Regions from separate parts of the Mus musculus genome. Here all the other regions are linked to region 3. The links are chromatin contacts, called in public Hi-C and HiChIP or PLAC-seq maps. All regions are on one chromosome and are shown on one strand. Each heading gives the region's core, a stretch centred on a gene start, on an enhancer-like site or on the middle of the called end of the contact. The rest is flanking DNA. Distances are from core to core; before and after follow the strand shown.

What was found. A called contact is a pair of places that touch in the nucleus more often than the background predicts. HiChIP or PLAC-seq counts read pairs in DNA pulled down with a chosen protein or histone mark.
Region 1: a contact with region 3 is called in a Hi-C map of Th1 cells, with 4 times the contacts expected there. The contact joins the enhancer-like site here to the promoter of Jarid2 in region 3. A contact is called at or near these places in 13 of 39 promoter capture datasets (the 3T3-L1 cell line, the HPC-7 cell line, HPC-7-derived erythroid cells and 10 more), 18 of 484 Hi-C or Micro-C datasets (B cells, the C2C12 cell line, the N1E-115 cell line and 12 more), 28 of 115 datasets of contacts at active chromatin or transcription factors (CD8 T cells, DN3 thymocytes, Th17 cells and 22 more) and 1 of 9 other capture datasets (adipose tissue).
Region 2: a Hi-C map of rod photoreceptor shows a contact between it and region 3, with 3 times the contacts expected there. The contact joins the enhancer-like site here to the promoter of Jarid2 in region 3. A contact is called at or near these places in 18 of 39 promoter capture datasets (the 3T3-L1 cell line, 3T3-L1-derived adipocytes, the HPC-7 cell line and 13 more), 7 of 484 Hi-C or Micro-C datasets (the N1E-115 cell line, adipose-derived mesenchymal stem cells, cerebellar granule neurons and 4 more), 25 of 115 datasets of contacts at active chromatin or transcription factors (CD8 T cells, the SCID.adh cell line, acute myeloid leukemia and 17 more) and 2 of 9 other capture datasets (adipose tissue and pancreatic islet).
Region 4: an H3K4me3 HiChIP or PLAC-seq map of forebrain shows a contact between it and region 3, with 5 times the contacts expected there. The contact joins the enhancer-like site here to the promoter of Jarid2 in region 3. A contact is called at or near these places in 13 of 39 promoter capture datasets (the HPC-7 cell line, HPC-7-derived erythroid cells, cranial neural crest and 9 more), 19 of 484 Hi-C or Micro-C datasets (the C2C12 cell line, the CH12 cell line, the G1E-ER4 cell line and 13 more), 33 of 115 datasets of contacts at active chromatin or transcription factors (DN3 thymocytes, the SCID.adh cell line, T-cell acute lymphoblastic leukemia and 23 more) and 3 of 9 other capture datasets (adipose tissue, liver and pancreatic islet).
Region 5: a contact with region 3 is called in a Hi-C map of muscle stem cells, with 3 times the contacts expected there. The contact joins the enhancer-like site here to the promoter of Jarid2 in region 3. A contact is called at or near these places in 19 of 39 promoter capture datasets (the 3T3-L1 cell line, 3T3-L1-derived adipocytes, the HPC-7 cell line and 12 more), 1 of 15 datasets of contacts at CTCF or cohesin (CD8 T cells), 8 of 484 Hi-C or Micro-C datasets (bone marrow-derived macrophages, brain, cerebral cortex and 4 more), 32 of 115 datasets of contacts at active chromatin or transcription factors (CD8 T cells, DN3 thymocytes, the SCID.adh cell line and 23 more) and 3 of 9 other capture datasets (adipose tissue, embryonic stem cells and pancreatic islet).
Region 6: an H3K4me3 HiChIP or PLAC-seq map of craniofacial prominence shows a contact between it and region 3, with 5 times the contacts expected there. The contact joins the enhancer-like site here to the promoter of Jarid2 in region 3. A contact is called at or near these places in 7 of 39 promoter capture datasets (the HPC-7 cell line, cranial neural crest, liver and 4 more), 3 of 484 Hi-C or Micro-C datasets (muscle stem cells and nephron progenitors), 25 of 115 datasets of contacts at active chromatin or transcription factors (DN3 thymocytes, acute myeloid leukemia, astrocytes and 17 more) and 1 of 9 other capture datasets (adipose tissue).

What each region holds. Positions count from the first base shown.
Region 1 is chr13:44,319,135-44,323,726 of GRCm38.p6, forward strand. No RefSeq gene overlaps it. Among named protein-coding and RNA genes, the nearest start is that of Gm29676, 61 kb to the left of the region's middle. Within about 2 kb of position 2,102, at least 27 of the 459 cell types and tissues checked have an H3K27ac peak or open chromatin away from gene starts, as enhancers often do. A contact at or near this core is called in CD8 T cells, the N1E-115 cell line, Th1 cells and 3 more, where this site is marked.
Region 2 is chr13:44,453,040-44,457,474 of GRCm38.p6, forward strand. 1700029N11Rik (RIKEN cDNA 1700029N11 gene) reads left to right here. Exons shown (of 4, transcript NR_045489.1): 2 at 2,173-2,252; 3 at 3,249-3,471; 4 at 4,402-4,435. Among named protein-coding and RNA genes, the nearest start is that of Gm34020, 15 kb to the right of the region's middle. Within about 2 kb of position 2,727, at least 27 of the 459 cell types and tissues checked have an H3K27ac peak or open chromatin away from gene starts, as enhancers often do. A contact at or near this core is called in the HPC-7 cell line, intestinal crypt epithelium, kidney and 1 more, where this site is marked.
Region 3 is chr13:44,729,913-44,734,344 of GRCm38.p6, forward strand. It overlaps Jarid2 (jumonji, AT rich interactive domain 2), which reads left to right and starts at 1,359. Exons shown (of 18, transcript NM_001205043.1): 1 at 1,359-2,004. The coding sequence starts at 1,960.
Region 4 is chr13:44,280,549-44,285,392 of GRCm38.p6, forward strand. No RefSeq gene overlaps it. Among named protein-coding and RNA genes, the nearest start is that of Gm29676, 23 kb to the left of the region's middle. Within about 2 kb of position 2,228, at least 17 of the 459 cell types and tissues checked have an H3K27ac peak or open chromatin away from gene starts, as enhancers often do. A contact at or near this core is called in cerebellum, cortical neurons, forebrain and 2 more, where this site is marked.
Region 5 is chr13:44,381,120-44,385,919 of GRCm38.p6, forward strand. All of the region lies in intron 2 of Gm33958 (a long non-coding RNA gene), which reads right to left. Among named protein-coding and RNA genes, the nearest start is that of Gm33958, 17 kb to the right of the region's middle. Within about 2 kb of position 2,347, at least 9 of the 459 cell types and tissues checked have an H3K27ac peak or open chromatin away from gene starts, as enhancers often do. A contact at or near this core is called in adipose tissue, heart atrium, muscle stem cells and 1 more, where this site is marked.
Region 6 is chr13:44,346,560-44,351,390 of GRCm38.p6, forward strand. No RefSeq gene overlaps it. Among named protein-coding and RNA genes, the nearest start is that of Gm33958, 51 kb to the right of the region's middle. Within about 2 kb of position 1,307, at least 8 of the 459 cell types and tissues checked have an H3K27ac peak or open chromatin away from gene starts, as enhancers often do. A contact at or near this core is called in craniofacial prominence and second pharyngeal arch cranial neural crest, where this site is marked.

The sequences.
Region 1 (4,592 bases), core at 852-3,351, 410 kb before region 3:
CCCTGCCAGCAACGCCATCTCCATAGTTCTTCCCCAATGCCTCCAAGTGTCTCCTTGGCTTCCAAGAGCCCACGGCTTCAGCGAAGTAAGCCGGTCTGTTTTCAATGCTTAACTTTTAACACATGGCAAACGGATGGCACTTTGAACACGACCATCATCTGGCTGAGGAGAAAGCTGTTTTCCATTTCTGGCAACCCATACTTCTGGCTTATCATGACAGGAGGAAAGGGGCTGAAATTACACTTGGGTTGGATTGCGTTGATCACATTTTTCCGTCTTTGTAGCTAAAAAAAAAAAAAAAAAAAAAAAAAAAAACTAGAAAACTCTCCTCTGGTGTTGCAGAAAATGGTAATAGAGTTGACACCACTGTTGGCATTCCGACTAAACTGCATTCATGAAAGGAAGTAGTAGGTTAGCGTCTTTCATCTTTTCTCCCTAAAACACAGCATGGTATCGTAAAAGCTAGGACTGGACCAAGAGTTTTTAAAACGTTGATGGCCTACTGCGCATGCTCACTGGGGGTGGAGTTGGGCGGGGCATGGGTAGGTATGATTGCCTGGTACTCATACTCACTGCGGGTGAGGAAGGGTGGGTAGGTAGGATGGTCTGGTGTGCTTGCTCACTGGGGAGGATGTGACTTGGAGGGGGCATGGGTAAGTATGATGGTTCATCTTTACGGTCAAACATAGTGTTGCCTTCTCTGCTTCCTGCCTTATCGGATTGAAGCTGCTGTCCTTTGCCACTTGCTCTGGACACCAGGATATTCTGCCCAATCACATGGGACCAAAACTTCTGAAACCAACAGTCATAACACATCTTTTCCACCTTTATGCTGTTCTTTAGGTGTTTTTTTTTTCCTTACAACAATGAGAAAAGAAGCTAAAAACAGGAAGTATGGCATCTTTCAAAAGGCTACTTTCAACCCTCCTCGCTCTGCATGCAACAGTTAGCATTGCAGTAGTGAATATCACAAGCTACGAGGCTTAATGTTTAAAAAAAATATATTCCTCATAGCTTTGGAATCCAGTCCAAGATCAAGGAATTGACAAGGCATCCCTGGAATCTCTCCTTGGTTTGTATATGACAATCTTTCCCCCAAATCATCAAGTTATCTTCTTTTGACACAGGTCTATGCCCTAATCTCTTTCTATATGGATACTAGACTGACTTAGGGATGGATCACCCATATGCCCTCATTTTAAGCAGTGTCGCCTTCTGAGGTGCCAGAAGTTAGCACTCCAACAAAGAGTTTTTAAAGGGATGTAACTTACCCCTCCCACTCCTTGGAGGGACTTGGTACTCAACTGAATAAACTCAGCTTCATTTCAGCTATAACAGACTCAGTCTGAGGCCTGGATTCATAAAGGAATAGAGCCGAATGCTCATCTGATGTCTGACTTGTTGTGGTTTATGCAGAACAACGCCAGCAGAAGCGGGGAGGACAGTGATGTCACTAAAAAGCATTCTCTTAGAAGGAGACCAGCTTCTGTGATCCCAGGGGGCATTAGAACCATGATATCCTTCTCTAGAAAAGAAATTATTGGATTTTTTTAATTTACATTTCAAATGTTATCCCCTTTCCCAGTTTCCCCTCCCTTCCTGTAAACCCCCTCTCCCATCCTCCCTCCCTCTGCTTCTATGGGGGTGTTTCTCCACTCACCCACCCACTCCCACCTCCCTGCCCTCCATTCCCCTATACTGGGGCATCTATCCAGCCTTCATAGGACCAGGGACCTCTCCTCCCCTTGATGCCTGACAAGGCCATCGTCTGCTACATTTGCAGCTGGAGCCATACGTACTCCCTGGTTGATGGCTAAATGCGGCAGGATGGTGTGAGCACTTTCTGACTGCACTCCTTCACCCCACCTCCCCTGGGACCTTCATTAAGGTTCTTCTCAAAAGGGATTTCCCTCTCACATCTACAAACATCAGAAAGGAGTGGAATGAGTCGCCAAATGATCAGAACGAACGTTTTCTCATGGCACTTTCTCCTGAGCAAAAACATGACTTCTTACGTGAGCAAAACGAAAGAAAAGTGATAGCAGATGACTAACCAGGGTGACAGGAAGATGTATGGGTGTTCGGGACATCGGGAGCTTTTGAAGCACGCAAGGCCGGTGCTGAAATGAGAGTGGGTGAGCAACCGCCCTCGCAAATGGAGCACAGGAAGAACTATGAATAAGACGCATACACACACACCAAAAAGACGTGTGTAATTTGCAGTGTGTAGCAGTGGGCTGACCATGATGGTTCTAAATACCCTCTGACACATTTTTACAGAGGAACCGGGTGGCTTTATTCTAGATGACAATCCCTTGCTAATTACCCTTCATGCTGACTGATAGTGGCACTGTGAGTCACCAGGGTTCTCCCGTGGAGCCCTGTTTACTCATGGGCCATGTGTTGGCTGTGATTGGGACGTGAGTGAATCCAGAAGCCCTTGATTACAGACCTCCATGTGGGGGATGAGGGTCCGGGTGACATCATGGGTCATGGACTGAATTGCACCCCCACCCCCCACCCCCAAACAAAAGCTGCATTGAAGTCTTAAGCCCCAGTTCCTACAAATGTGACTCAATTAGAAAGGAAGCCATTGCACATGTAATCGGTTAAGATAAGGCTCTATTTGATCAGGGAAGAGCCAACATCCGATATGACTGGAAAAAAGCAGAGAGAGAGAGAGAGAAGGACACCAGGAAGAGAACCATGGAGATAGACATTGGAAAGATGCATCTACAACCCAAGGAATGCCAGTGCATCCATTACTTTAGCTAACAAAAGGAGCCTATGGGAGAAAGGATTTATTTTGACTTATGGTTTTAGAAGATACAGCTGGTTCATAATGCTGGAGCCATGGATGGAAGGGGGAACGTGGGAGACAACTGATCGGCATGGCCTCTCCAGTCAGGGGGCAGAGAAACGTAAATGCTGGTCCTCAAATTGCTTCCTCCTTCTTCATCTTATATTCAGTCTGGCATACACATATACTTACACACGCATGTGCATGCACACACACACACACACACACACACACACACACACACATGCATGCACCAGCCCTTCAGGGTAGGTCTTCCCTGATCAGTTAATAATCTTTGGAAATAACCTCATAGACAACAACAAGGGTGTGCCTCTCTTATGCTGTGGACACTCTTAAATCTAATCAAGTTGTCAATAAAGAACTGGCCATCACAATCTGAAAACACCAAAGTCTGGGGAAAGGCAAAGGATTCTCTCCCTTTGCTTCAAGAGGTCAAGCCTTTGGAAGTCGGGGAGAAGAAGCGTTGCTCCTCCAGCCTACTGTACTTTGCAAAAGCAAGTACCCATACTGTGGTTCCCAGTCACAAACAAGCTTTGAACCCCATGGTCCTCTGCTCCACAGCTTCTAAACTGATAACTCTTCATAATAGTCCCCTCTTGAGCACAGTTCCAATATTTCAAAAACATGCAGACTTTTACTTTTCTTCTTTCCCTCTCCTCCACATTAGACACAAAGATGCCACAAGTTGAAGATGCCAGAGATTGTCCATTTTCCCCTCTCTGAGGTCTTAGCACTGGTGGCTGTGACCTGGACACAGCTCCAGACCTTCATCTTTTGCTGGGACTTGAACTCAAGTGATTTTAGACTCGATAACTAGAATTCCATTGTCACCAATGTTTTAGATTCCAAGGCAATGACCAAGAACGGGAACAGCACTGGAGAGATGGCTCAGTAGTTAAGGGCACTGGCTGCTCCTCCAGAGAACTTGGGTTTGATTCCCAGCACCCACAAGATGGCTCACACCATCTTTAGCTCCAGTATCAGGGGATACAATGCCTTCTTCTGACCTCTGGGAGCACCAAGCATGCATGTGATACACAGACATCCATGCAGTAAAACATCATAGTAAAAACATTTTTTAAAAACCTGAAAGAGGTGGAAACATACTTTCGCTTCTTCCTTGTGCTATTCTAGGATCTTGTTATAAAAAAATGAAATGGAAAATGTTTCTTGAATAAATAATTTTGCAGAAAGTAAAAGAAAGACTGTCAGGGGCTGGAATGATGGTTCGGTGGTAAAGAGCATCGACTGCTCTTCCAAAGATCCTGAGGTCAAATCCCAGCAACTGCATGGTGGCTCACAACCATCTGTAACAAGACCTGGTTTCTTTTTCTGTAATGTCTGAAGACAGCTATCGTGTACTTACATATAATAAATAAATAAATCTTAAAAAAAAAGAAAGACTGTCAGATAAGACTATAATCCATTAAAGCTGTCAGTCAATTAAGCTACCAATTAGGTTTTGTTTTGTGTGTTTTCACTATTGTTTTTACTTTTCAAACAGGCTCTCACAACACAGCCCAGGATATCCTGGAGCTGATTATATGTATCCCAGGCTAGCCTGCAACCCATGGCAATTTTCCTGCAGGCATAGACCACAATTACAGCTCAGTGTTTGCTGATGCTAAGAAAGCCAGTATACAAATGGATTATGGATGGGCTGTACGTAAAACAAAACTATGACCACTTCAGGAAGCCAACCCATTACTGGATGTTAACCAGCCCAGGAAGTCAGTCCACCACCATAAGTCAAACCTGTAAGACGTCAGAC
Region 2 (4,435 bases), core at 1,477-3,976, 280 kb before region 3:
AGCACAAGGCATTTAACATCCACGGGGCTCAGTCCCGGGTACCCCTTTGCTCTATACAGCAAGAGCTTTTCTCATGGCTCTTGTGGCTCATGGTCCCTTCCTTCAGATAGCTGAGACTTGTGTAACTCCCGACCCCTCACTGGTAGACTCATAAATTAGGTATTAGGTTTTAGAAAAGCAAGTGATTTTCCTGCCCAGGCTCTGCCAATCCAGCTCCGCGTTGAGACCGGTTAAAAGAGTCTGAGTCAGAGAGATGAGGATAAAATATCTGCATTATCTCGGTGTAAAGCCGATTGCAGTCTGAAGCTAAGACTTGGAAACAGATGGTATTCTAATATCTGCCTCTACCCAGACAAAAACCTGATTAAATCCACACTCACTCCCAATCACAGAGAGGGTTAGCCCACCACTCCTCTACCATAGTGGTGGCCATGATTACAGGGTCTGAGAGGAGCATGTCTGAGGTCGCATCACCTGGCCCAGAAGAAAGAAAGCATAGCAGACTCTGGCTATAATGTCCTCCCAGCATGAACATATTGCTGAGGGCTGACAAAGGAGCCGGGCAGCAAGGCCAGGGGCATCTATTTTGTTCCCTGCTATCTCTCCCTCTTGAAATAAGGAAGTTGTCACCCTCCCAGCAGAGAAAGAGAAGGGAATACTCCACTAATTGTTTGACCTTAGAGGGCAAAGTTATTATGAAGATGGGGTCTTCGGGGAGGGAACAAAATGTTCAGAAGAATGAGGTCTGTATTCATTCAGCCACCAACACATTCTGAGTGAGGATTCATCATAGAGATGCCGAGCTCCGGGCTGGGACCAGGCGCTACAAAGAGAGACATTGTAGACGATACCTATGCCCACTAAGCGTCCTTATCCAGATGTGGGTGGACTTAAAACATGTTAAAAGAATGGGGAAGGGCTTCTGAGCTGGGCTAGGAAGGGTGAGTTGGGCAGTGGGCAATCTCCTGTGTAACAGTTTTGCAGAAGAGGAAGGCCAAACCAGAACAAAACAAATGAGCAAAAACAATTATAAATACAGAGAGTGGACTGGGGTGCTTTGTCGGGTACAGAAGATATGTCTGCGTGGAGCTCTGAGCAGAAGGTGGGGGTGTCTAGTTAGGATTCCGGTTGCTGTAAGGAAACCCCACAACTGAAGTAACTTGGGGAGGAAAGGGGTTATCTGGTCACAGTTCCACGTCCCTGTTCATCATCAAAGGAAAGCGGGACAGGAACTCAAGCCGGGCAGGAACCTGGTGGCAGGGGCTGCTGACTTGGCTTGCTCGCCACTGCGTGCTCAGCTTATAAGATCCAGAACCATCAGCCCAGGGATGGCCCCACCCACAATGGGCTGAGCCGCCCGTCAGTCACTAATTAAGAAGATGCCCTCCAGGCTTGTCTGCCTGCAGCCTCCTCTTAAGGAGGAATTTCTTTAATCGAGGTTCCCTCCTCTCTGATGTCAAGTTGACATAAAACTAGCACAGGGAGGAAGGGTCTGATGGAGATAGGGTGAAACAGGGAGACAATTCCTGCCTGGTGGTGACCAGGCAATAGGGAGGTTTTTCGTTTTGTTCTGTTTTGTTTTGTTTTTTCAGCAAAACCACAGTGATTCTACTTGTTTCAGAAAGGTTACTGTGGCAACAAAGGAGATAGGGGAGGGAGGAGGGGAGGGAGGAGGGGAGGGAGGAGGGGAGGGAGGAGGGGAGGGAGGACGGAAGGGAGGAGGGGAGGGGAAGGATGGAAAGTCAAAGAACCTAACAGTTAGGATTAATACGGTGGGTCCAAGAGAAAGAGGTTAAGAAAGATGTGAACACAAAAGTAATAATAATAATAATAATAAAAAGTACGGTGATTCCATAGGCATCTGACACATCTGCACACACTAGACCAATCCGCTCACCCCCTGATAGCCAGGAAGCGACTAGAAAAAGAGAGGAAGAGACAGGCATCCGGTGAACTTTGAGATCAAACCTCCACTAACCTAAACTTTCCCAATAGGTTCCACCCCTTAAAGAACCAAAAGCTGAGGCCCAAACCTTTAACACAGGGTCTTTTCAACCTCTCTGCTTTCTAACTGGGACCATCTGCCTGCTGCCTTCCCCGCTAGGGTGGACCAGATCTTCTGCAACTGTCATCTGAAGTAAACCCTTCCTACCTCAAGTTTCTTCCTTTTAGGAATTACGTCAAGAAAAGCAGCAGACACAAGAACATGGCAGATTCAGGCAGAGATGAAGATGGAGCAGAGAAGCCAAGTCGTGAGCATGCGGGACAAAACTTGAGATCAGTGTAGGGGAAAGTCCAGTGGAGACCAGCTAAGGAAGAAGGGGGCTGGTCAACTAACCACAGAGAGCGTCAGTCTCCCCGCCCTTGTGTAAATAGAGCTCAAGGCTGTGCTACAGCTTCATAATGTTTGGGGCTTGTTCATTCAAGCTTGTCCTACCACATTCCACTCTTCTAAGACTGCCTGGGATGCTGAGTGACAGCAAAATGGGGACAGTCACTCAGGAGAGGCCAGCTTCCTCCTTGGGTAAAGATTCTCTTTCTTTGCCCTGGGATGAAGGACAATAGCGTCCATAGGAACCCCCTTTCCCAAATCTTGCAAAGGAGCTGCTTCACAAACACCCAGAATCTCACCTTCTTATGGATAAACTTCTTACCTTAAGCCTGCTCTTTCTAACAGCAGGCCTGCCAAGAGCTCCTCCCCCACAACATCTGCTCCCATTAACCACCTGGCCATCCGCAAGGCTCTCCTTCCTTCAGCCCTTGGATCTTGGCACCAGCTAACCTCTGTGCTGTGCCTCATTCCTTTCTGTAGAGTTTCGATTGATTTCTCAGAGTCCCACTGAAGTCTGAGCTAGTCTATGATGAGTCCCTTTGTTTTCAAGGTGTGAACTTGACACCTGACTTTGGTCTGTGTTGACACTTTTTAAAGTTATCTTCTTCGTCCTACTCATTTAGAGGAACGAGCAGAATTTTCTAGAAAGCTAAAGTCCTGCCTTAAAACACCACTATTTAATTCATTCAACCAACCGATATTTGTTGAGCATTTATTTACCGCATGATGAACACTGTGCTACAACACAGAGATTTTATACAAACGAGAGAAAATAACTAAAGAAGGCATTCATTCCCTGGGTCAAGAAATACACACGGGCCTCTTAGGGGTGGAGAATTTATATCTGAACTTATCTTGCTGATTTTGTTAGATGGATCTTGCTAACATGGCTTTGTCTGTCTACTTTTCTAAGCAGAGACTGCACTTGGTACTTCTCTGGTTGCTTCAAGAAAATACCTGGTGGAAGCAGGAGGGATTGTTTTTACAATCCATCATGGCGGCCAGATGCCACAGAGAGAAGATCCCAGAGTGTCTGGTCTTGTTACATCCACAGTCAGGGAGAGATGAATGATGCTATTCTCCTCCTTTTTATTCAGTCTGGGATCTCGGGCCATAGAATGGCACCACACACATTTAAGGTGAGTATTCCAAGTTCAATTAACCCACTCTAGAAACTCATAGCCTTCCCAGAGGTTTGTCTCCCAGGGAAGCTAGACCCTGTCAATTTGACAATCAATATCAACCATCACAGAAAGGGGTGAATAAATTCCAAAATATTTGTATTGGCTAATGGCATCGTTTGGGACATGCTGGTTAAAAAGAAGAACGTTGCTTCCCCATCCCGAACATGATAGGTGGTCCTATGCCCAGTAAGAAGTGTGCCAATCACCAGTGCCCTAAGTAAGGCAGTGCAAGAAGTACCAGGCAGTGAATGCCCAGAGAGCAGCTTCAGGACGTGGCGCAGAATGGCCTCAGGGACAGACTAAGCCAATTTTCTGGGGTTGGAGTTTGGGGAAGAGGGTTGGGGGAGAAGACCAGAGCTAAAAGTATAAAGAAGGCTATGTTGAGTGGAATGAGACCAACCACAGATCTGAGAGAATTTGAGCAACTGAAAACCAGAAGCATCCAGAACTGAAAGGGGCTAAGGAGAGAGAGGGGCAAGACATCCCATTTCCAGTTTCATCTTCTGTTTTATTATGAAGACAATAAAGTCTTGCCCTGGTTCTTACTTCAAAGAATACATTAATAAAAGAACATCTTTTTCTTTGTTTTGTTTTTAGTTAGAAAATCTATCCGCTTCCTTTGAAAGGCTGGCCATGGGGCACCCGTATTTGGCCATTCAAACAGTAACCAGTGCTAATGTTTGAAGATTTTTAAGTTGCTTGGGTGTGTGGGTGGGTGGTCAGTCTCAGACAAGATCTCACTATGTAACCCTGGCTGTGCTAGAATTTACCATGAAGATCAGGCTGGCCTTGAACTTGCAGAGATTTGTGTGCCTCTCTTCTCAAGTGCTAGGATCAAAGGTGTGCACCATCATGCCTAGACAATGTTTGTGTATCTCTTTTCAGGCTTCCAAGCAAGCTCATTAAAATGTCATCTATC
Region 3 (4,432 bases), core at 109-2,608:
CGCGGACAGCCCTAGTCCTGAGGGTAAAGACCCCCTTCACCGTCTCCAGGGACGGCGGGGCTTCACCTCGGAGCCACCGGCGACGGCCTAGGGTCGCGTCGGCCCCGGGGACAGGGGCGGGCACGCGGGCCGGCGACCACGAGGCCGCGAGCTTTCGCCGGGAGGCTGCCCCAGCCGCGTCTGCCTCGCGCGTGGGGTCGCGTGCGGCCGCGGGCCGGCTTGGAGCCGTGACCTCGGACCACCCCGGCGGCCGAGCGGCCGCCCGCTTGCTCGGCACACGGGCGCTTGTCCTGAGGTGACACCGCCGGCAACGGCTGAAGCAAGCGGGCGCTGCCGATCAGCGAGTTCGCACCGAGCGAGGATCCCTCTTGGTGCGTGGCCCAGTTTGGCTGAGGACCCGCTCCAACCCCTCGCTGACACCGCCCCCCGCCGCCGCCGCCGCCACGCTCCGAGGCCTTTCCCCCGGGAAGCCTGGCGGCTTGCCCTCGCGGGCCCGCGGGCGCGCTCTCGCGCGCCGATTCCTCGATTCCACAGGCGGTTCGCGCCCGGGGTGGGGGCGGGGCGGGGCGCGCGGGGCCGGGCCGAGCCGGGCCGGGCCGGGAGGGCGGCCCCCGCGGGGAGGGGACTGGGGGGCGGGGCCGGCGTGGGGAGTTCCTCGCTCCCGGACCACACGCTCCGCGGGCCAATCCCGAGCCAGCCTCTAGCAGTGTCGCACGCGGGACACGTCCAAGCGTTTGTTGGCAGGGCCCGGGGAAGGGGGAGGGGGAAGCGATCGGGGAAAAGGGAGTTGAGTGACAGGAGGCGTGGGGCACGCTGGGAATTGTAGTTCTTCGCTTCCGTGGCCATAGCCATTTTGTAGTCAAGGGACTACAACTTCCAGAAGATCAAGGGGACTATTCTAAGGTGCCCCGGGAATAGGCGGCTCTCCCCCGGGCCGGGCGTCCTGGGGCACTGGTACCCAGCTGCCCGGCTGCAGGTAGACGTGAGGGCAGTGGCGAAGGTTTGCATGCGGCGACTGTTGGGTGAGCGGACTGCGGGTGGGGGGGGGGGGGGGGAAGGGGCTGAGGTGGAGCGACCGAGCGTGCCATGCATTGAGCTAGGGAGCCTCTCTCAATTCCACGACTGGGCTCGGCGTGGGAGAGGCGCCTGACGGGCGGCCCGCAGAGGCTTCGTGGAGGCCTTTCCGGGGTCTCGTCGACGGGGCTGCGGGAGTTCTCCGCACCGGGCCGGGGCTTGTGGGCAGAGGTTAGGCAGGCGTGCGGGGGGCTCAGCTGTGGGAGTTTTCGGCTGGCGGGAGGTGGCGAATTAGCCGAGGAGCCCTAACTTGTATAAAAGCAGAGTCCATTTAAAGTTGGGCTGGCTAGCCTCTCTCTCATTGGTTAAGGGGCTTGGAAAAAAGAGACTCGGCGAGCCCTCCGCTGTGGTGCTGCCGCCGCCACCGCCGCCGCTGGAGTTGACTCTTCTGCTCGCACTGCTGCTGCAGCACAAACGTGACTTCCAACATTTTAAATTTATCTTTTCCTTTTTTCTTCTTCAAGATGTAACTACAGATCAGATACTAAGGACCTTCACGTTTCGCTGATGTAGTTTTTGGAAGAAAAAGGGGGGGAGTGAAGGGCGTCGGTTTTTTTTTTTTTCTTCTTTTTTTTTCTTTTCTTTTTTTGTGTCTGTTGTATGTTTCGGGGGAAATTTTCCATTATGAGTGTTTTACTAAAGTGAATTTTTCTTGTTTGCTTCGCTCGTCTTTGGCTCTTTTTATATTTTTTCTTTTATCCTTCTCAATTTCGGATTTATTTCAAGGCGAATCTGGTTTTGGGGGAAGAGGAAGAAAAGTCGGATTACAAGATCAACCACCACCAACAACAATAAAAACCACCAGGATATTTTTTTGCAAATTTCTGACGGCTTTAAATTCATGAAGCAATTGTCCCCTTTTGCAATCAGCATTTGGATCTCAGAATGAGCAAGGAAAGACCCAAGAGGAATATCATTCAGAAGAAATACGTAAGTGCTCTTAACAACACATCCTTTGGCTTGCAGTTTTAAGCGATGGTTGTGAATGTCAAGTTTATAGATAATTCTGCAGCTGAAAGGTTTTAAACAGCGTCCGATAAAGCTCTTTCTTTTCCGAAAGGGCTTTTCAGGCAAAGTCGTGTCTGCCTAGTTTGGTTGAGAAAACAGACTGGTGTAGAGATACCTCAAGTATATAAATTGACCTCGAATGACACAACGTTGATGTAGTTTTGGTGAAAGGCAAGGGGTTTTGGTGGAGGTTGGGGTTCTGTGTGTGGGGGCCCCCGCAGTGATCTAACTGCATTCTCGGGCGGATTTGGTCCCATATTGCACTTTGCATACAAATGAGCCTGTTATTAGTGTTATTTGGAAAATCGTGTAAGGTATGTGTGTTGGAAGCTAAGTTGCAATCCAGAGTACGATTATGGCGATCTTCTAGCACTGGCACATCATTTAATATATGTGGCCCTTTTGGCTTATCTAGCTTGCAACATGACCCAGTTGGGAATCATGTTACTGGGAATGCATTTATTGGTATTGACTTTTATAAAGAGGCTGGTTTTGGTTCTAAAGATTCATGGTTTCTAGTTTGAGGGGAAAAACATAGCTCATGTAAAAGTATATGTGTGCCTGAGTGAATGCATGTTAATACGAATAATTTCTCCCTGAAAACTGGGTTTCTGAGATTGGGTTGTGATGGTTAGGTTTGTTTTGTGCACAGTATAGCAGCGTCTTGCTTGGCATAGGGAGTGTTTTTGTTTTGTGTAGTGGCTTTTTTTTTTTTTTTTTTTTTTTTGTAAGTTTGGGGGGAGGGAGTAGAGAGGGAAACCAGGGGATTAACCAAATATGCACTCGAGTGATCCGGTGGTTAGCTGCGTATGCTTTAGAGCAAAGTACACTTTTTTCCCCCAGAAAAAAAAAAGGCCCTTGAAGATAAATAAAGAACAATGCGACCCTATGAGAAAGTTTTATTTAACTAGGGTCGATGATTTGGTCTTAATATTTTTCCTTTTTGGTTAGAGAGGAGTGTATAATGGGAGATGACCTTCTGGGCAGTGGTTTTGTTAAATGTGTACACACACACACATTTAATGGAAAACCTGAATTTCTCCCGGAGAGCTGATCCTAATCTATACACGTAAACTTAACTTGAAAGAAACGTAAGATTAAATGAAGCTCAACTTACAAAGCCTACTCCATAAGGAATTTAAGAATTAAAATACATCCGCATTGCAGTGGGCCGGGTAAAGCGCAAAGGACTAGTTTAAACTCGATGTGTAGAAACTGCATGGACACACAGCCTTGCCTTGGAGCGTGGACTCCTTCCCAGAGCATGTCTCCTGACGTAGCCACAAAGGATATGGGGTAGAACTTGGGACGAGAACCCCCACCCTATCCCGGACCCCGATAAGTTGGAGAACACCGTGGGTAGGCATTTTGTTTTTTTGTTTTTTTTTGCTGGAGGCCAGCGGACCCTGTGGAGTCTGGACATCCGGCCGCAAGCCGGCGGTGGCTGTGCGAGGCAGAGCGTGAGTTGCTGCTGCGGGAGCCGAGTCTGCTCACGCGGTGCTCCGGACGCAGCCGGCCGGGAGGGTGCACGGGGCCCACAGCGCTTTGGGCCGTAGCCCGGGCTCGGGCCGCGGGCGCGCGGGCGGCCTGTAGGGGGCAGACTCCGGGTTGTGCTCTGGCTGGGCGGGTGGGTGGGGCTCGCGGGTGGCTCGGCGTGCTGACTCGGGGCGGGACGGGCTGGGTGAGTGAGGCTAGGGGGTGGTGGTGGTGGGGGTGAGGAAGGGAAAGATGCCTCGGGCGCCCCCCGCCGCGCGTAAGGCTCAGCTCTTACGCCGCCCTGCCCGCGGGCTCCAGCGCAGTCTCGAGCAACAGGTTAAGCAGGAGAGACGTCAGCGCGCCCCCTCCCCTCCCCGCGGCCTTCTTTTGCCTTGCGCCTTTGCACCCCCCATCCGGGCCGTCACGTCCTCTCTCCGCCCCTTGCCCCCAGTGGCTTTGAGTCCTCGGTTCTCCCCCTTCGCGAGCTGCCGCTGTCTGTTGTCATTGTGACGTCACAAAGGGACAGCCCAGTGGAACCTTCCTTTCCTCCGTGCTGTCAAAAGTCGGGCGGGAGGTTCCAGGCGCTGCCTGAGTAGGAGCTCCGGGAGTGCGGTGCTGTGCTGTGCGGTGCGGGGCGTGGGAGGAGGCAAGGGCCTGTGAGGGATGTGCCCGACCTGGACCTTCCGCTCTGAGTCAGTGTTCCAGGTCCCAGCAGGTGAGCATTGGGAAGCCTTTTACCCCTCACCGAGTGCCCTTGAACCTTCTCAAACTACTTAGGGGCAGGAGAGCAGGGGTGAGGCTCCTTAACAGGAATATTTTCACTCCACAGTTCTAGGTCTTTTGATTGTGGGACGTATCACTGTAATTCCCACTC
Region 4 (4,844 bases), core at 978-3,477, 450 kb before region 3:
CTGACAGGGCCTCCCATCACGACATGCTCACATGCTGCAGCCTGGACTGAGAATCTTCCCCTGGTGGCCCAGGCGTGAGGGTCTGGCCTGTACCATACCAGCGTATGGTAGTTATGAAATGGTGGAACCTTGAAGAGGTGGGACCTAGTGAAGCTAACTGGGAGCAGGTAGGTGAAGGGGATATTGGAACTACAGCCCTTTCCCGTCTCTCTCTTTGGTTGCTAGTGGCAACAAGGTTGGATTCTCACTACTTATATGCTCCTACCATGAGGCATTGCTTCACCATAGGCCCAAAGGCAATGAGGCTAAGTAGCTACGCACAGCTACTCCCTTGAAACCTTAGTGTCCCATATGTTTTTTTTTTCATAGCGATGGAAAACTAACTCATTGTGCTTTCATTTATTCTATAATCTTAACTATACCAGTAGGTCATGTATCACTTGGTGACACAGATACCTTCTGAGAAATACATTGTTAAAAAGTCTCTCACCCAGTGATATAATCTTATAGGGCCACTGTCATATATGCAGGCCATTTTTAATGTGACAGATAACTACATATGAGAAAAGAAAGTTATAGACAGCAGAGGAAGGAGGAAGTGAAGAAGATTAAAAAAGAGACTTTGGATCAGCTTAACTTATGATTTTCTAGACAATAAAGTTAGGATGAGAAACAATTTCTCCATAATCATCTCTACTTAATTAGTGAATTTTCCATTCTCAATAAAGCAAAAGGGTTTGGCACACCAATAATTACACAGGCCAAACAGAAGGAAGGATGCCATTTGAAGGTCTGCTCTCAAGAGCTCATACTTTTTAACCAGAACCAAGGGAAAGAGACAGTCTTTTTGTCCACCCCAAGGCTCTGTGGTCATGTGCCTTTTTATATTTGCTAACTCATCTTTGGCTTATATCTGACAGGCACTTTTGAATCTATCAGCCATCCGTGAAGGCTTCTTAGTTTTCCGGAGAAATAGCCCTGTGTTCCAAAGAGAGACAGGCTGAACTTGAAGTCAGTTACCTGGCATTAAGTTGTGGAACTTAACAAGTGGCTTGAACATCTCTGAACTTTAGCTCTCTCACTTTTATAACCCTGACATATTGATGGCCACCTCTTCAGATTGCCAAGAGACTAAATGCAATGCATCTTGTCTTCTGAAACATCCGGTAAAACGGTTAGGTTCGTGCGTATGACAGCCTTCCGAGGAAAAGGATGGATTCTTAGAGATGTCAACCGCAGCATCAGCATCACAGACTAATCAGGTGTCAAGCACACTGGCTACTTACCGCGATGCCAGTCCACTGCTGAAGTCGGACCACTGCTGAAGTCACTGACTGTGAGGGTTAACTTTTACAGACAGCCTGACTGAACTCGTCATCTGTCACCTAGGAGAGACATCTCTGCACGTGTCTGTGAGAATACTCAGGAAGGGTCAGCTGGGGAGCAGAGACCCACCTGGGATGTTGATGGCACCATTCCAGGTACTGTACAGACTAAAAATGCACAGAGGGAGAAACCTATTGAGAGCCAGCATTGATCTCTCTGTCACCATCCCCCATGATATAAGCAAGCAGGCAGCCTCCTGCTGCCAGGCCTTCCCTGCCAGGATAGACCGACACTCAGACCCTTGCAAAATAAACCTTTCCTCCCCTGAGTTGCATCCCACCAGGTTTTTGCTCACAGCAGAGAGAACAATAACAGATACACCCATACAGATATTTTCCGATGAAATTAGAACCACCACAAAAGGAAGTTTTCACTTTATACAATTCACGCGGCTTTCATCCAATGGGATGGATAAAAACACTGTTTTGAGCATCTAGGTTAATAATATACATCACTGACATAAAGAAACGGAGAACTGCTGTAAGATAAAACAAACCTCTCCCGGGCCTTACGTTTTTGGTATAGAATCAGCGATGCTGTGAATGGCTCTTGTCCACACATTCTTCTGTTGCCAAAATGGGCCTTCCTCCTAGAATGACAGCCAGGCAGACGCTCAGCAACTTCCCCAACCATAGCTGGATGCAGCGATTGTCACAAGTGATGAAATATGATTAGCAAATTACAGCTCTGGTGTTTTATTTTAAGGGCACATAAAGAAAATGAATGGATTGAGCCGTTTTGCATTTTTTTTCCAGTTGAATCATTTAAAAATGACTGGGTAATGGAGAAGGCAAGAAGGATGGCTGGAAGAAAAAGGCACAAATAACACGCCACTTCACAGCCTATCAGCATAATTCATCCTTGCCTCCCGTCCCGAACTGTTGTACGGTGTTGCTGTACATGGCTAAACAGCTGCCATTTATTTCTGGCATCTTTATTTTAGCGCTGGAAAAATTGGCCTGGAATTCTCTTATTTTGTTTCATATAAAAGGAAAAAGATCACATGGGAGCCGCATCCTAGTTTCACATGGTGTTGTCGTTACTACTTAGGTCGCCCACAGGACTTGAGTAAAGGAGTCAACTCATCCTGTGGGTGTAGGATGTGTCCTGTCTTCTACCTTCAATAACTGCCCCGCTGCAAAGCCCGGGGTTTGTGAGATCCTGTCAGGATCCTCCAAATGCCTCCTACAGGAAACAGCAGCTGCTGCCTTTTGTGTCTGTGCTCCAATCCTAGACTTAGAACTCTTTACGCCTCTCCCACAGAGTTGGCAGGGAAGCAAAATTCCATAAGCCCCTTATTTCTCATTTATACGTGCCATTATAAAATTAGAGGCGCATTCCTTTGGAAATAAATTTGGCACTGAAACGTGACTACTGAAGCCCAGTTAGGGATATAGTGTGTTTGAAATTGTGAGGACTTGAAAGGCTAAGCAGGAAGAGGGCCATGAGTTCGAGGCCAGCCTGCACAGTTTGAGGCCAGGCTGACTACAGTGAGAGACCCTGTCTCCATAAACAATGAGAGAGGCAGGATCGTCAGAGGGAGAAGAGAAGGAGGAGGAGGGAAGGAAAGAGAGGGGATGGTGGGAGGGAAGAAAGGAAGTTTTAAGTACATATTTCAGACAGTAAAGTTATAATACTCAAAATGACTATAAAAAAGAGACTTGGGTGTGAATTCAAGCTCTACTGCATGCCAAACCCAAGATTTGGGAAAGTCATTTATCTTTACAGAAGTAAAGAATTTTTAAAGTGGATTAAGAAATATTACTTTATGGTACAAGTAGATTAAAGGGCATGGTAATATTTGGTAGAAGATATTATGATTATGATATGGGTTCAACACTAGTATTGCTCAAGTTAAATGCATGACTAAAATTGGATTATAAGGCAGGATGATGAAGCTATACCAATAGGTCATGAAGCAGCATTGATTAAAACAGTTTCTCCTTTCTGAATGATTCTAAATGCAAATCTTATGTTGTTCAGACATGTTAGAAATCTCTGACTTGTGGCTCAGTGAACAAGTAGCTTGCTATGCAAGTGTGAAGACTCCAATTGGATTGCAAGAGCCCATGTAGAACTGGGCACAGTAGTGAACATCCCAGCCCTCCTATGGGGAGATGAGAGACAGAGACAGGAGGACTTCTGAAAGCTCGGGAGCCAATGAGCTTCGTGTACCCAAAAGTGAACAAGAAATCTTGTTTCAAGCAAAGAAAGAAAGCAAAGACTGACATCTGAGGTTGTCTTTTGCCCTCCATGTGAATGCCATGACACGTGCATCTGTGTACACACACACACATACACACAAGTACACATATACACATACATATACAAACATATATACAAATACATATACACAGATATATATACGCCATACACACACTTACACATATATACATAAACACACATACAAGCCCACATATACACATAAATATACACACTCATATACACATACACACATCACCTATGTATAGAAATATTAAAAGTTAAATTAAAACCCTTATTGGTGGTGGTACACCACCTATAATGCTAGCACTTGGAAGACAGAAGCAGGAAGATCAGAAATTTGAGGCCAGCCTGGGCTATATGAGACTGATGTTTAAAAAACAAAACAGAATTCTTATTGACTTTTCAAATGACACTGATAAAGCAAGAGTGTACAAGTTAAACACTTCGGAAAAACATAATAGAAATAACAAAAGTTATGTGTAACTACCAAACCCATCGTTTCTGAGTCCTGATGGAAACCATGTTGAGTTAGGTTGACTATCTGAGTCCTGATGGAAACCATGTTGAGTTAGGTTGACTATCTGAGTCCTGATGGAAACCATGTTGAGTTAGGTTGACTATCTGAGTCCTGATGGAAACCATGTTGAGTTAGGTTGACTATCTCCCCCACCCCCCCGCCTGAAATGGGGAGAGTTGATGTTTGTCATCCTGGGGCTATTTTTCAATAACCTCCTTTCCCTTTCAAATGGTTCCTGGATACAAAGAAGATGATGTGGGCTTTTGACCTGTAATATACCTCCAGAAGAAAGGCCACCCTCCACCATCACAGGCTTCCATATTATCTGTTCCTTTTCCCGCAATTTGTTTTTAAAATTCCCCCTTATCAACTGAATGTTTGTAGACACAGATTTCCATATGCGTTAATTTTCCAGTTTGGAATTAGGCAATGTAATTCTGTTTCCACTTCTTTTGTACTTCCGGACGGCAGTAAAACAGAACCGCAGTAATGATGAAGGGTAACTTTTTAAAAGTTCCAGGCCAGAGGTAATTCTAGATGCGTTCTGCTCTGTGAATCTCATCCTCGTGAACACAGAGGCAGAAGTACATGCCGTTTAAACGATCGGAGCGTGGTGAAATCTTTGGAATTCAAGATCACTTTCTCGGATCAAGATCACTAATTTCAATTACTTGAAAAGACGTTTCTTCGTGACAGTAAAAATAAATATTTTAAA
Region 5 (4,800 bases), core at 1,097-3,596, 350 kb before region 3:
CACACAAAAAGCAATCACGTTTGTAAAGTATGTGTGTGTGTGTGTGTGTGTGTGTGTGTGTGTGTATGTGTGTGTGTGTGTGTGTGTTAGTCTTGCTTCAGTGTAAGGATAGCTTGCTTTGTGTATCATTTACAGCTCAGGAAGTAACTAAAAAGTAGTAACCCTGTCTTGGTTACTTTTAAATGCTGGGATAAATGCCATAACCAGAACGACATATAGACAAAAAGTGCTCATTTTTGGTGTATGCTTCCAGGCTGATCAGAATCCATCCTGAGCAAACAGCCAGAGCAGGAAGTTGACAGCATCTCCATAGATACGCAGGAAGCAGAGAGAACAAATGGAAGTGAGGTGAGGCTACGAACTCTCAAAGTCTGCTCCCTTTGACAAACTTCTGCCAGTAAGGCTCCCTCCCCAGAGTACTACCAACCAGGAATCAAGGGTTTAAAATCCTGGGCTTATGAGGGGCATATCTCATTCAAATGACCACAAAAGCCAATTTTTTTGTTACCCCTGGAAGCATGAAACATCCTAAGAGCCCTTGTCCACTCTGAAAAGTCACAAGCTCAGACAACTGGCCTTAAGGCATCAACGCAACCTTGTTTCCCCCAATGTTATAAAAATTTATATTACCGTCCAATCATTTTTTCCTATTGCAATACTGGCATACACTTGGAGAAACTCGGCAATCTGGTTTCCATCATGACCTCAGCCAGAGGACTCAATAAACTTGACTCAAGTTCTCTGTTTACCTCATTCGCTTGTCGTCCCCTTCATTGAAATTCCACTTGGTTCAATGACCTCTCGGTTTTTTCCCTACTTTGCCTGCTGGTATTGTCCATCCATCAAGGTCCATGACCCTCCACTAGGGGCAGTTCATTTCCACAGTCCCTTTTGGGATTCACAGTTCACATTTGCATATAAAAAGGCAGTCACCAGCCTGACCAAAAAATAGCTTCCATTGTCTGCTCTTCAAATGAGTCTAAATAGAATCTTAGACATTTGGAGCTGAAAGAGCCCTGAGAGATCACCCAGCCATTCTTCTAACTTTATAAATAAAAGAGCAGATCTATGGGATTCTGTGACTTGACAGGGAAAATAACACAACCAGGTTTTCTGAGTCCAGTCCACAGCCAGAGGAGGTGGTTGGAGCATCCTTCAAGCTCAAGGTATGTGAGATGAAGCCACAGTAGACAATAAATGCGATGATGTCTCAAGGAGTGAGATCAGAGATCCCTCTCAGAGATGCTGTCTTGGTGGGGACGGACTCAGAAGTGAGAAAGATTTTAAGGAAGTGGCATCAGGAGAGACCTCTCCATTCACTGGGCAGGAGGAGGCTTAGGAGGCCAACCTAATTCCCATTCTTCCTTTAAACAGCTGAAAGCTCCTAACAGCCCTGCACCCCATCGGGCAAATGACAGACAGAACAATTGTCTTGTGGTCCCCTTAGAGCACACTTTGAGATTCCGTGATTCAAGTCTTTTCTTTTAAATTATTCTGCCTTCATCTTTAGCATCTCTTCTCTTGGGAGTTTATTGTTTGCGACAACCTATGTAGCCTCAAATTCAAGATCCTCCTGCCTCAGCTCTCCAAATACTGGGATCTAAGGTATAAAGCACCTACCCTGCCACCTTCTCTCTGATTTTAAACACACGAACCACCAACTCTTGCTCAGGAACCCTTTATTCCACGAGCATTCAGGTCTTGTCTGGAAGGGTGGGGGGATTTTTCTTTTGTTTTGTTTTGTCCTGAGTGTTAAGTCTCCTCAAGATTCTTAAATATAAACATCATTTTAAAGTATTAATAAGCTAGAGAAGGCCTCATGGTATAACCTAGTAATCTCTGCTACTTGAGAGGCTGAGGCAAAAGGACTGGAAATTCAAGGCCTACCTGAGCTCTGAAGCATGGTCAAGAACAGCTCAGGTAACTTAGTGAGACCTTAAAGAAAAAGTATTTACACACACACACACACATCACACACATCACACACACACACACACACACACACACACATCACACACATCACACATACATACATGAATGTAAGTTAGCAATAGAGTACTTGTTTACCATAAGTGGGTTCAAACCTCAACACACACAAACACACACACACACACACACACACACACACACACACACGATAAAAGAAAACCAACCCAAGTGTTCATGGACACTGCTCTGGTCTTAAACCAATATCAAATCCCACTCCCCTCCTGGAATCCCTGAAAGCATATAGCTTTTTATTTGCTAAGTTCTATCATGTGTTCTATTTCTGTAGCAAGACCTAGGACTCTCAGCAATTGCAAGTTCCTGGGACAGCACCGTGACTCCATCTGGTTGTCTCTGCCACAGCATGCAGCAGTACCAAATCACAGCGGCCTCCCCTTAAAGGGACAGCAGGCTCTCCTGCTTCAAGTCTGTGAGATTGCTTTAAAACACCAGTGTTCAACTGTTGCATGTATTTAAAGAACGTCCGTGGCCCCCAGAACCTCTGGGCGCGAGTACAAAATACTGTTCCGAGGGGAGCCCGCAGCAGCTCTCAGTGTTCTACTTGCTGTTCATTATCACGCTTTAACCAGCGAGACAGAGAGCGTCAACAAGGACCAACTATAAGAAACATATGATCCTTGTTCACACTTACATAAAATAGTGACAGTGCTGTTAGTAATTAGTCACCAGATCCTCTCTGCTTTGTTCTTTGGCATTAGTAATACGCCACATGAAGTTTTACACCAAATTAACATGACTCCCATTTGACTGTTTCGGAACACTTTGAAAATGTGCTGACTCCCTTTCTACAGGAAGAGATGCGTCTGGCTGAAGATGGGCTCTTGGATTGCTTGCTTCCGGCCTCGAGAACAGAGAGATCCCTTTCAGCCTGGCCCATAAAGATCCAGAGCCATACTGTCCTGGCTTGATGGCCTTTGGTGAAGGAGCTTGTCTAACACTGATAGCAGAAGCTATGTTGCTCTGCCTGGGGAACATAGTGAGATGGCTCAGCGGGTGAAGGCTGCCCACCGAGCCTGAATCCTGAGTTTGATATCAAGAATCCATGTGACTAGAGAGGAGAACTGACTCCCAAACCTTGTCTTCTGACCTCCACATGTGTTCTGTGAAATGGGTGTACTCAGGCAGGGACTCACACACCTAATGCTAAATAAATGGTATTTTTAAACTTTATTAACATTAATCCATCAAATAGTCATCTTAACAGATAAAAGAGATGAAGATAAATTCAGGCTATCGAAAGGACAGTTGCATCACTGGGACTCAGTTCTGCTCCATGGTCAGCTTGAGGACAGAAACATGAACCAGCATGCGTGGGATTAATGTTAAGCTGCTTTGTCATCAATGCTAAATCTGTTGATTCAGGTTTTGATTTCCTGTCTGTACAAAGCCATGTGTGGTAGCACAGGCCCGTTACACCAGTACTTGAAAGAATGAGTGGGAAGATTACACAGTTGAGGACCAACCTGAGATGCATGGTGAGTTAGAAGAGCTTGGACCACATAACTGGAAAAGAGAAAAGAAGGAAGGAAAGAAGGAAGGGAAGAAGGAAGGAAGAAAGGGAAAGGATGGTTATCCATTGACATCCAAACTCCTTATGACAGTGAATAGAATGGTAAATATATAGATAACTTCCATTTTAAAGAAAGAAAAATACTTTGGAGATTTGTGAGGATTCAACAGGATCCCAAACTTAGCTTCACATTCTGTTGCCAGAGAGTTGGTTTTTACATTAAGTAAAGGGGAAAACTGTCGCAGGATTTTCCCTGTCCAATTACATTAGTGCAGGGCAGGTCTGTGATTGGACAGGGAAAAGGGAGGCAGAGTTAAGAGTTGCTCAGACAGGGAGTGACTCAGGGTAGGAGAAGAAGGAAGATGGCTGCGGACATGAACCCACATGGTGTTTGCTAGCCACAAGTAGCTATGATTTCACAAGGCTAGAAATATTGGGATAAAGCTTTTATCATTATCAATTGGCTCTGAAATTATTTTATTGGCTTCTTGTAAATTGTGATTTTATTGATACTTAAATCTGATTGGTTAATTATGCTTTAAGAGTCTTGATTTTATCTGGTTACTGGGTATTGTGACATGCAACTATGAGGTTGGCGGTTCCAGTTAGCTACTGGAGTGTGGGATTGCTGACTACATGGGTTTCTGGCTGAGGAAGAACCAGGAGCTCCCTGGACAAGCAAGCATGGTCCAGCCCCTCAGAGAGATGGCAGGCTTGTTTTTAATATTTCCCACAACCGAAAATGGATTGTAGTGACACATGCTTCTAATCTCAACACTCAGGAGGATTGAGAGTTAAAAGCCAGCCTAGGCTACATAGTATGATCTTGTAAAACAAAGCCACAAAACCCCATTCACCCAAGTTTAATTCACTTTATCTTACAAATGGCCCAGTAGACAAAAATGTATATAATTTTTATGGATTTTTCTTGTTTCCTCATGATGTAATAACTAGAAATTTGGATCCAAGGCTTCTCATAGCCTATGTCTGCAGACTTTGGCCTTAGTTTTCAGATTCATCTGAAACTCCCAGATCTTTAACTATCAGTTTCAAACTGAAACAAGCACATCAGTTAGCTCTCTGCTGAGACAGGCTACATTGCTCTCTAAAGTTTTGTCATATGATCAAATATCTTTGATACTGTAAGTGTAAATCCTAGGATTATATTTAACCCTCTTCTTTCCTGTATTCCAATTTAATCAAATGATAAGCTACTATTGAAAATGGAAATTCTCGGGCTGGTGAGGTGGCTCAGTGGGTTAGAGCACCCGACTGCTCTTCCG
Region 6 (4,831 bases), core at 57-2,556, 380 kb before region 3:
TGGTGCACACCTTTAATCCCAGCACTCAGGAGACAGAGGCAGGCAGATCTCTAAAAGTTCAAAGCCAGGCTGGTCTATAGAGTAAGTTTCAGGACAGCAAAGGATACACAGAGAAACCCTGTCTCAGGGTGGGGGTGGGGGGCTGTTTCTTTATGGAGTTCATCATGTTTTGAGCCTGATATACATAGGACTGGCTAAGTCACACTAATAGACATATCTATGACGTCATATGCTTCCTTTTTTTTCCTTTTGTTCTGAGACCAGTTAAGATCTACTCTTTTAGAGATTTTCAGAAACACAATAAACTAGTAGCTGTAGTAAACGGTTGAATAATAGCTCTCTTGTTCTCACACTTCCTGTCTATTGAAATTTTGCCCCTTTGACCAATAACTCCATTGTCCTTTACTCCCCACCCTTTTCTGCCCAGCCTCTGGTCTGGCGACCTCTGGTTGCCCGAGTGTTCTGTTTTACATATGAGAGATTTCATGTAGAGTTTGTCTTTCCATGCTTGCTCAGGGCATTTAACATAATGTCTTCAGGGTTCTTTCATATTATTGTCAATGACAGGGCTTCCTTCTTCTTCATGGCTGAATGAAATACCATTGTATCCATAACACGTTTTCTTGGTGTGTTCAAAAGTGAGTGGGCCCTTAAGTTGAATCTATGTCTTGGCTATTATTAAGAGTACCACAATGAATAATGGGGGTGGGAGGTGCATATCTCTCTCCTATGTATTAATTCTATTTCCTCCAGATGTATGCCCAGAAGTGGAGCTTCTGAACCACATAGTAGCCCTCCTTTTTAATTTTAAAAATGAATCTCCATAATGTTTCCCATCATGGTTATACTCGATGTCACCTTTTCTTGACTCTTAATACAAACATGTATGTAAAAAAAAAAAAAACTATACCCACAATTCCATTGTAATATATACCAATGGGATTTTCCCCTTCTCAACAAACCACTTTCTTCCAAAAGAGGCAACTTAACAAAAAATCATGAAGCAATGAATAAAAGAATTAGTCCTTGACTGTACTAGATTGTGGGCTCAGTATGTAAACGAGCAAAGTTAGGGAAAGCAACGAGAAATGTGAAGAGCTTTGAGAAGAAATGGGCCTGGGAGACCTGAAATAGCAGCATGAAGAACAAGAGAGTAGCCTGGGAAAGTTCTCCTGCATGGACACAGGCACAGTTTGCTGTTTGTTTCTTTTTTCCTCCCCCCTTTCACCAGCACCAGTGCCCCGGGGAACAGCGCACTCTCATCAAGTTTTCTATGGAATAATTGAAGCCCTTACAAGGTTAAGTAAAACACTACAGGTCACCCAGCAAATTAGCAGCCGAGTAGAATTACAACACAGGCCGTCCTTCGCCCAACTCAGGGGCAGCGTCCCTGGGCTCCAAAGCTCTGAGTGTGCAGCAGAATGGAAAAAACGAAACTTTATCTAAGAAAAACGGAGCAAAACTGAGAGCTTCTGCAGGAAAAATTGGGCTACCGCTGGCTTCAAAAATACAGCCTCACTTCAGGCACCATATGACCCAGTTTGAAGGTACTGGGAGAGGCTTGCTGAGTATACATTGTCTTCTCCAAAAAGAACCATGTCTCTTGTTATTGTTTGAATATGAAATGTCTCCCGTGGACTCATGCTTTTGAGCTCTTGGCAGCCAACTGTTCAGGGAGATTACGAAACCTGTTAGACATGGTACCTGGGGCTAGCTTTGAGATTACAGGTTGGCCCCACTTCCTGTCTGTCTCTCTGCTTCCTGACTGGCAACCACTTATAGACTCTTGCTGCCCCAGCGGTAAGCCACTCTAGGCATTATGCCTTCTCTACCATGACAAACTGTGCCCCTGAGACAAAACGTTCTTACTCCCTTGTGTTGTTGCTGTTGATACTCTATCACAGACGTGAAAGCAACTCTAGATGCCTGAACGGTGAACATGGACACACCAGAGACGTTCCCAGCCAAGCAGTGCCCAGCTCTCACCAGAACAAGAAGAGGTGGTCCAGGGCGAGTGGATATTTCTTTCCAAACTTTACACTCAGCTATAATTGGGCCCTCCCTTCCAAACTCCAACCTTCCTAATAACTCAATGAATGGGCAACTTGTCATGCATGGGTTACTCTAAACCATAGGGAAGCCAGGCTCATTCCCATGTCCACCATCTTGGAGATCTTGAGGTTCACAAGCAAGATACAAGCTTCACACAGCATGAAACGGAACAAAGTGTCCCACCAAAATCTCTGTAGGACTGAGCTCCGTTGGTACATGAGAGTCAGTCTCGGGGAACCCGCTACCCTATCAGTGCCTTCTCGCCTCGGCCAACACATCATACCAACTTGCTCCTGTCTCTTTTGGCCTCTTCCTTGTCTCCATCCCTAGTCCTTAGGTTCTCACATATTCTAGCACCAGAACTGCTAACTCATGCATGACCCTGCATTTGTGTATGAATCCGGAGAGGATGCCAGTCTCTACGTTGGATCTTGAGAGAGGCCACTCTTGCTTCTTACCCCCACCGAGCTTCGGCTTCCACGGAAGGAGATGGACAAACCCGACAGCATCGACATAGGAAGGCTGCTATGAAAGGGAGTGGCCAACTATATACTTTGCAGTCATGGAGAGCCTCACTGAGCAGATTGCAAGTGTCCCAGAGCACTTGAAACTCTGGGACAAGCAAGGGGACAAGCAAGTGTTCTAGGTAGAAGAGACAGATTACACACAAGTATGAAGGAGAACTTAGACTTGAAGGAGAGTTGTATAATGCAGCCATGCTAGATAGTGCCGTGCTCCCAATAGGAACATCAGTAGCAGTCTTAGTGCAGTGGTCCCTATGGGACCATCAACAACAGTGTTGTATAAGGTTGATCTTGTGTTTGGAAGTGTCTAGTAACCCAGCCTCTCCTCCACTAAATGTCAATAAGTGCCTATTCTAACAGCCAGAGAGGTATGAATTCACCTCTATGCATGAGCTTCTCCTTGTACAGTTTGGGACAGCTTTAGTGCTACCCTAGTGGAAAAACACTAAAATCATAGTACAGTTCCACGGGAAGGAAGAGGACTATGAGCCCATGTCACATTGTAGGCAATGTATTCCTGCCCTAGAGCTACTGAAGCAAAAATACTATAAACTGGGAAGCTTAAACAACAAGGGGAAATCTACTAACAGTTCCATAGACTAGGAGCTCTAGATGAAGGGATCATTCCATAAGGCTGGCTCCTGTTGTAGTTTCAAACTAAAATGTCCCTCAAGATTCCTCTGCAAAAGCCTTAGTCCTCAGCATGCAGGGCTCTGGGGAAGTAATGGAAATGTCTGGGGGTGGAGCCTAGCTGGAAGAAGTAGGTCGTTAACTATGTGCCTTTCAAAGCTATAGCTAGGCAGGCCTTTCTCTTTCTCTCCTTCCCAACAGCTACATGTGAGCAGTTTTTCTCTATCAGGTCCAAAAATCATAGCACTGGGTGCACAGAAACCATGAGCCACTGGGCCAAGTAACCATCAACTGAGACCTCTGAAATTGTGAGCCCAGACAACTCCCTCTTCTCTTTAAGATGGTCTTCCTCGAGTATTTTGTCACAGTAACAGAAGGCTGCATAACAGTTTCTTATGATGCTTCAAATGGGGATTTGGTTCATGCTGTCTCTTAGCTTCTCAAGGCCTGTTGATGGCATTCACAACATGCCTTCAGAGCATCTTCCTTAATATACATCTGCCTCTCAAAGTCCAATTTTCCCCTTCTATGAGGATGTCAGCCATAGTGGTTTAGGATGTATCCAACTAACTGCATCTTCAAAGGCTTTATTTCCAAATGAGTTCACACAGACAGGTATTTAGGTCTTCAACTTGTTTGACAGATTGGTTTGTTAGTTCGTATCAGAAAAAGAAGCAATTCAACTCATACTACAGGGTAAGGAATTTGCAATTTATTTTAGCATTGTTGGGGATTTGACCTAAGCTTTATAGCTGCTGGGCAAGCATTCTGCCACCAAGCCACTGCCACGGCCTTTGGACTCCCTTGGAGTGTGGGGAGCGGGTGTGGCGGCAGTCCCAAAGGCGCCAGGGACTGCAGCTAAGTCATATGACTTGCACCTGACTTCCTCATATAAGACACAAACATCTTGAGTGCTGCGCAGGTGTACCAGGATACAGGTGAATCCAATTTGGTGGAGATTTGCCCCTGCTGCCCTGATTAACTGAAGCCTCGTGACTGGCGAGGGGGCGTGGCCTGCGGTGTGTGGATGAGAGAGAGTATAAAAGGAGTGAGAGGCCCAGGGTTTGGGGGAGATATAAAAACAAGGGAGATATATAAACAAGGGAGATATAAAAACAAGGGAGATATAAACAGGGGAGATATAAACAAGAAGAAACAGGACTGAATAAATGTGTGCAGAAGGATCCTGTAGCAGCGTCGTTCTTCCTGGCCTGTTGAGCGCGCGCAACAAGTGGTGCCGAAACCCGGGACAAGAAACATCTTCAGGCAAGAGCGAAGACCCCCTGCTACAGGGAGGATTCAGAACTGCATCACTGGGAAGGAGCGGTTAATAAAGTGTTCCCGTAAAACAGACTGTTGAGAAGGATCCGGCGTGGATTCAGAACTCTTCAGCTGGGGAAAGGTACTGATGAAGAGAAAGAAGAGAGATGAAGACTGAATAAACTGCTGTTAGAAGGACTGGTGGTCGTGTCGTTCTTGCTGGTCGAGAGTGGGCGCGACAATTGGTGGCCCGTACGGGGAACCGACTCCCCCACCGAGTTCAGAACTTTCAGCAGTCAGTGGTTGCCGGCAGGGTAAGTTCATGGTGAGTGAAACTTGGGACCCCAGGAGTTTGGGAAGGACCT